Regions from separate parts of the Mus musculus genome. Here region 1 is linked to region 2. The links are chromatin contacts, called in public HiChIP or PLAC-seq maps. All regions are on one chromosome and are shown on one strand. Each heading gives the region's core, a stretch centred on a gene start, on an enhancer-like site or on the middle of the called end of the contact. The rest is flanking DNA. Distances are from core to core; before and after follow the strand shown. Region 1 has its middle 22 kb from the start of Tfeb. Region 2 overlaps Gm20517 (predicted gene 20517).

What was found. HiChIP or PLAC-seq counts read pairs in DNA pulled down with a chosen protein or histone mark.
Region 1: a contact with region 2 is called in an HNF4G HiChIP or PLAC-seq map of pancreatic cancer cells. The contact joins two enhancer-like sites. A contact is called at or near these places in 1 of 484 Hi-C or Micro-C datasets (the Ba/F3 cell line), 4 of 115 datasets of contacts at active chromatin or transcription factors (the HPC-7 cell line, embryonic stem cells, extraembryonic endoderm stem cells and 1 more) and 2 of 9 other capture datasets (adipose tissue and liver).

What each region holds. Positions count from the first base shown.
Region 1 is chr17:47,761,920-47,765,142 of GRCm38.p6, reverse strand. It overlaps a transcript of Tfeb not described here. Among named protein-coding and RNA genes, the nearest start is that of Tfeb, 22 kb to the left of the region's middle. Within about 2 kb of position 1,957, at least 163 of the 459 cell types and tissues checked have an H3K27ac peak or open chromatin away from gene starts, as enhancers often do. A contact at or near this core is called in pancreatic cancer cells, where this site is marked.
Region 2 is chr17:47,652,337-47,655,252 of GRCm38.p6, reverse strand. The region is part of intron 3 of Gm20517 (predicted gene 20517); the gene reads right to left. All of the region lies in intron 2 of Usp49 (ubiquitin specific peptidase 49), which reads right to left. Among named protein-coding and RNA genes, the nearest start is that of Usp49, 23 kb to the right of the region's middle. Within about 2 kb of position 1,497, at least 21 of the 459 cell types and tissues checked have an H3K27ac peak or open chromatin away from gene starts, as enhancers often do. A contact at or near this core is called in pancreatic cancer cells, where this site is marked.

The sequences.
Region 1 (3,223 bases), core at 708-3,207, 110 kb before region 2:
CAGATCATCGGGTTTACACACTGTGTATTTTACGTGTGGTCCCCAGCCTTGGGCTGGCTAGGTAGCTGTGACTGCATAGTCCTTGCTCCTTCTCCTAACTCCTGTGTGAATCCCTTCACCACTTGCTGGGGATGCTTTTAAGGGCTTTCTCGTGTGCTACTTCATGGGACCTTCTCAAGACCAGGATGGGGCTGGAGAGATGGCTCAGAGGTTAAGAATACTGGCTGCTCTTCCAGAGGACCTGAGTTTAGTTCCCAGCAGCCACGTGGTGACTCACACCATCTGTAATGGAATCTATTGCCCTCTTCTGGTGTGTCTGAAGACAGTGACAGTGTACTCAATAAATAAATAGAGGAGGAGGAGGAGGAGGAGGAGGAGGAGGAGGAGGAGGAGGAGGAAGGGGAGGAGAAGAAGAAGGAGGAGGAGAAGAAGAAGATGAAGAAGATGATGATGAAGAAGATGGTAATGAAGAAGAAGATGTTGAGAAGCTGAGGCACTGAGAAGTCTCTGTCCAATGTTTGAATTTTTTTTTTATTTCATGAGTGTGTCTTTTCCATGCATGCATGCATGAATGTATGTATGTATGTGTACCACGTGCATGCCCAGAGCCTGCAGGGATCAGAAGAGAGTGTTGGGTCCCCTAGAACTGGAAAGACAGATAGCTGCGAGCCACCATGTGTCGGGAATCAAACCTGGGTCCTCTGTAAGAGCAACATGTGTTCAGAACAGCTGACCCGAACTTCTAGTCCCCTGCCCCGGTTTCTGATTAGTGTGTGAGCTTTCCAAGGCCTTTCCTGGTGCTTCTCTTCCTCGGCACCACCCACAATCCTTCCAGTACCCAATGCTACCCTCTGGGTCACGCCTGCCATGCTCATGCATTGAGAGCTTGTTTTATCCACTGCTGTGTCATGAGGGGAGGACACAATGGCAGGGTGTTGGGAAAGGTATAAACGGAGCAGTACGTCCGAGCAGCACGGGGGGAGACTCCGGGACAGACACCACCCTGGGCGTCTCCTTCTAGTTCCTACCATCTCCACCTGTCCCCATGCGCCAATCCTGGCATCTCAGTCTCACAGGCACCTTTAAGGAATTCCCTGTCCCTTTGCTGAGGTACTGAAGGAAGATGCCGGGCCTCATGCCCAGGATGGGCAAGGCAGCTAGGAAGATGGGCCTGGGGACTGGGGCTCCTGGACTAGGTACAACTAAGGAGGTGAAAACAGGGACCCCACAGGGGACATGTCTGGGGACTCTCCCTTTGGCCTTCAGCTTGAGTGTAAGGCAGGGTGGGACCCTTCTTGCTGGGAGCCAGGTGGCTCATGGCAGGTTCCTTTGCTACAGAGGCCCCCTTCAGGCTAGAAACCTGAGGAGCTACAGAGACTCAAGCCAAACTCTCAGAATAGAAGCATCCAGAGGCAGGATGTCCTGTTTGCCAGTGGAACTAGGCCTGGGAAGGGGGCTCAGGCCCAGCCTATAGAGCTCGAGAGAGAGATTCTAAGCCCAGTCTTGGCCACAGCTCACCTCTGTACAACTTTCCCTTATTGGTAGGGTATATACAATACAGCTGGCATAGGGAAACTGAGGCAGAGCCTGCTTTCTAGCCTTGGAGGCTTGCTGCCCCCACCAACCATACCACCCTTGATTACTATTCCCTTTGCTTTACAGAGCACATGGGGGCTCTATGTCCTCACGTATCTGGTTCCCTTCAGATCCCAGACGAAGCTGTTTCTCGGGAAGAAGTTTGCCTTGCTTTTTCCAAGCTTGGCTGTGAAGAGCTGGGGGGTCCAGCCTGAACTCGGGGACCAGCAGTCAAGCAACTCCGCACCCCTGGCCCCACCACAGAAGTCTCTCCTAATCACCAGCGCCCCTGCCCCCTCACCAGAGCTTGAGGGCTCAGGCCCTTGTGGGAGCCAGTGCTGGTGTTGATAGTGCTGGTGCCAGGCCCATGACGCAGGCCTGAGGCCCAGGCACACAATGGGGCTGTGTGTACACCCAGCATCACCCTGGAGCAAAGCTAGGCAGGCCAGCATCTGGGCTCCGGCCAAGAATTCATTTCCCCGAAGAGAGCCTCCCACCCCTCCTGGGCAGCAGGCTGGAGAAAAGGCTACAGGGATAGGCAAGTACTCCCTAGCCTTGGTCCAGGGAGGAGAAGGCAAACAGGCCACTAGGAAGAGGGACTCCTGAATCTCCGCTAGTTGCCTGCTCTCTTGTGAGGGATTTTGCATGACAGAGACAGTGTATCCTGGGATTGTAGTCCCAGTGACGGAGAGGGCAGAGGGACAAGAGAGTGGCCTGGCCCCACATGTGGGACTTTTCTGCTCCCTCCACAGCCTGCCCAGTGTGGGCTTCACTTGCACAGGTTTTTTGAGGCACCCCGGACCTCTGGCCATATAGCCTGTACTGGGCATCCTCCCTGGGGGAATGAGTCACCAGCTGGCTGTAGCCAGCATGCCAAGCAGGCCGTGGGCAGGTTCAGCTGCCTGCTCCTCTCCCTGGCAGGTCTCAAGGCAGAAAATCACTCAGACGGTATCAGGTGTTGACCACAGTGTCCCAGACTGGACTTCGTCCGGCCACTTCCTCTGGGGCAGGGATCGCCAGTGCCTGCACTCTGGGCCTCCATGCCTCCTTTGGCTGCAGGCTGAAGCTCCACAGATAGGGGCATTAAACTGCAGGAAAAGGCAGCCATGTCCCCCAGGAACAAGCAGGGTTCGAGCAGGGAGTGAGAGTGAAGCTCCCGTGGGCATGGGGAAGGGAGGAAGCCAACGTGGTACCTCAGGCTTCGGCCCTTTGCTGAGATCACTTTCCGTTCTCCTGAGCTGGGAAGGCACCTGGTGACAGGAGCTTGCTGCCCTTGCTCCCTCTGAGGCTCCACAACAGATTACACAAATGTGCAGCCCACACTCCCCAAAGGTCACAAATAAAAGTCACAGTGACAACCTTTGCCCCTGAGACACAGATAGATGACAGGTCGCTCATTTTCCGAAGGGCAAAGGCCTCCATTTTCCTAGCCAAGCAAGAGTAGTCACGGGCATCCTGTCAGCCTCACACAGTAGAACATGCATAATCCATGTGTGTGTGAGTGGATGTGTGTGGATGGATGTGTGTGTATATAGGTATGTGTGTATATAGGTGTGTGTGTGTGTGTGTATGTGTGTATATGGATCTGTGTGTGTGTGTGTATAGGTGTGTGTGTGTGTGTGTGTTCAGATGTATAGAGGTGTATGTA
Region 2 (2,916 bases), core at 248-2,747:
AGAAAAGTTGTTTTATCAACTGATACTAGGCCTCCCTTCAGATCAGAAGTCACTGTGAACAAACCTAGCCTACCTGGCTCCTGTAAGGTCCTTTGGGCAGACACAAACTCCCCTCGTTTCTGGTCAAATGATACAGGTAACAGACAAAGTATGTCTGGGAAAATGATTACTCTGGGTTGTGGCTAGTTCTCGTCAAATGAAGCCCAACCACTTAGTTCCACACAACCTACCATGCCATTGAGGTATGGCTTTAACTGTCTGCTTGCACAACCGGAGGCTTTGAGGACCTGCAGTACTGAGCTCAGACATGTTGGCAGCCATTTTCATGCCCTTTCTGAAAGTCTCTGCTTCACATGGCCGAGTAGCTGCTGGGTGAACAGGGGAAAATCAAGCAGAGTTTGCCCAAGAAAGACTTTGAAGACACACTGAAATGTAACTTCAAAAAGCATAGCTCTGCTGGGGACAGAATCACAGGAGCAGATTCACGTAGGGGGCCTACTTTCTTTTTTTATGTTTTGTTTTGTTTTTTGTTTTTTTCTCGTCAGGGTTTCTCTGTATAGCCCTGGCTGTCCTGGAACTCACTTTATAGACCAGGCTGGCCTCGAACTCCGAAATCCACCTGCCTCTGCCTCCCGAGTGCTGGGATTAAAGGCGTGCGCCACCACGCCCGGCTTGGGGGTGGGGTGGGGGGGCTACTTTCTTTCTGAACAAGATGGCAGGGGCAAGCTGTGCCAAGTGGGCAATGTGAGGCCAGTGGCTGTAAGTCTTAGGCTGGGATGTATAGCTGGTGAGGATCTGTTGGCTGCACAGCAACTGCTGGTCAGTGACTGTCATTACTTGCAAAGGATCAGATGTGACTCTCTACATCTGCATTCTTTAACTTAGTCTTATTACTAAGAGGATAGGTGTCCACAGGTATTTACCCAACTAACCAGCCCCATTTCCTGCTCCATTTCCTTTTACTTTTGTGGTGACTCAGAGTTTCATTAGGGTTGTTTGCAGGGTGAAGGGAATTTATTTGACTGCACCACTAAAAAAAAAGTACCTCCCACCCATTAGAGTTTTCAATTTTTTTATTATATTGCTTTCATTTTTAAAAAAAAAGATTTTCTTTAAATTTAATTTATATGTATGGATGTTTTGCCTGCATGCATGTTATGTACCTGTTGAATCCAGTGGAACTGAAGTTACAGATGGTTGTAAGCCACCGAATGGGTGCTGGGAATTGAGGCCGGCTTCTCTGCAAGAGCAGTAAGTACTGAGCTCTCTCCAGCCCTACTATATTATTGTCTTTGAGAATTCTTTTTAATTGCTCCTGTAGGGTTCTAGTGTAGGAAAGAGCAAGTGAGCACACTGCACAGCGGCTCACATGGAGGGAGGGAGGGAGCGAGCGCAGCTCTCACAGATCTGCTCAGAAGGGACAGAGCAGCTGCTTGAGGGCTTCCAGAGAGCAGGTTTATAGTTCCAGCAAGCCAAGTCCCTGGTGTGCTCTCAAGGCAGTCAAACCCGGAACTGCACCAGGCTCAGTCATGAACCAGGCATGCCAGAGAGCTTTAGGCTGACACCTCTAGAGTGAGTGAGTGTGTGTGTGTGTGTGTGTGTGTGTGTGTGTATGTGTGTGCTACAACATGTAGAAGTCAGAGGACAGCTTGAAGGAGTCAGTTCTCCTTCCCCAGTGTGGGTTCTGGGTCATCAGACTCAGGTTGTTAGGCTTTGCAGCAAGCACTCATACTTGCTGAGCCATCTTGCTGCCCATACAGCTTCTGGTTCTGAAAGTGTCAGAAGAGAAGCGAGTTCTAGGACAGCCAGGGCTACACAGAGAAACTCTATCTCAAAATTAATTAATAAAAATAAGATGACCAGTGGCATAGCAGTAAACCTTGTGACAACTGAAATCCATTCTCTAGAACATGTAGCAGATGATATAACTATAGGATTGTTCTCTAGAACATGTAGCATATGATGTAATTATAAGATATTCAGACAAATGTCAAAGACATGTTCATCTTCACCCAAGCAAAAAATTCACACCTATTAAAATTCCCACTTCTACTTAGTATGCTAACCCCAGCCTTTAACCCTAGCAGAGGCAGGTGGATCTCCGGTGAGTCTGAGCTCAGCCCTTTCTATATATCTCTGTCCAGAACAGCCAGAGCTACACAATAGAGACTCTATCTAAAAAAACAAAAACCGCACTGGTGATTGCTTTCTTCTCCCTCCCAAGTGAAACTGAGGCATCCTCACGTGGGCACCTCAGCTTGTGGACCTTTTTGAGTTCTGTGGACGGTATCTTGAGTATTCTGGAAGAAAGCAATCACAAGAGCAGAGGAAGGAAGGGACCTGGGAGGGACGGGGTGGGGTGGGGTGGGGTGGGGGGGTGGGGATAAAATATGGAGTGTAAAAAATAAAAAATAAAAACAAAAACAAAACAAAATAAACTAATAAAGCAATTCCGTCTCCCCTTAATTCAATACTTGTATACTGTTTCCAGCACTGGTTCACCTGACTGAACACCAGTCAGCATCAAGGGATAAAATTCACTCACATATGTTCTTTCTCTTTCATTTTCACTCTCCCTCTCCTCTGTCCCCTCCATGTTTTCTTTGTCTCCCTCCATCCCTTTATTGTGCGAAGATTAACCACTGACCCTGTATACTAAACAAGAACTCTGCTACTGAGCCACCTCTCCAGCCCCCTGCCATTCTCTTAAAACCTTATTTATGTCAAAATCAGATGTAAATCAGAGGAATAGATATCTTTTCCCAGAAAACTGTAGCTTGTGTCAAACTGACAAAATACCCAACCAGGACAGAGATCTCTCTCAAATCCCTGCTCCTGAGTGCTGAGCTTTGAGTACTCAAGTCTCTCTCTCTCTCTCTCTCTCTCTCTCTCTCTCTCTCTCTCTCTCTCTCTCTC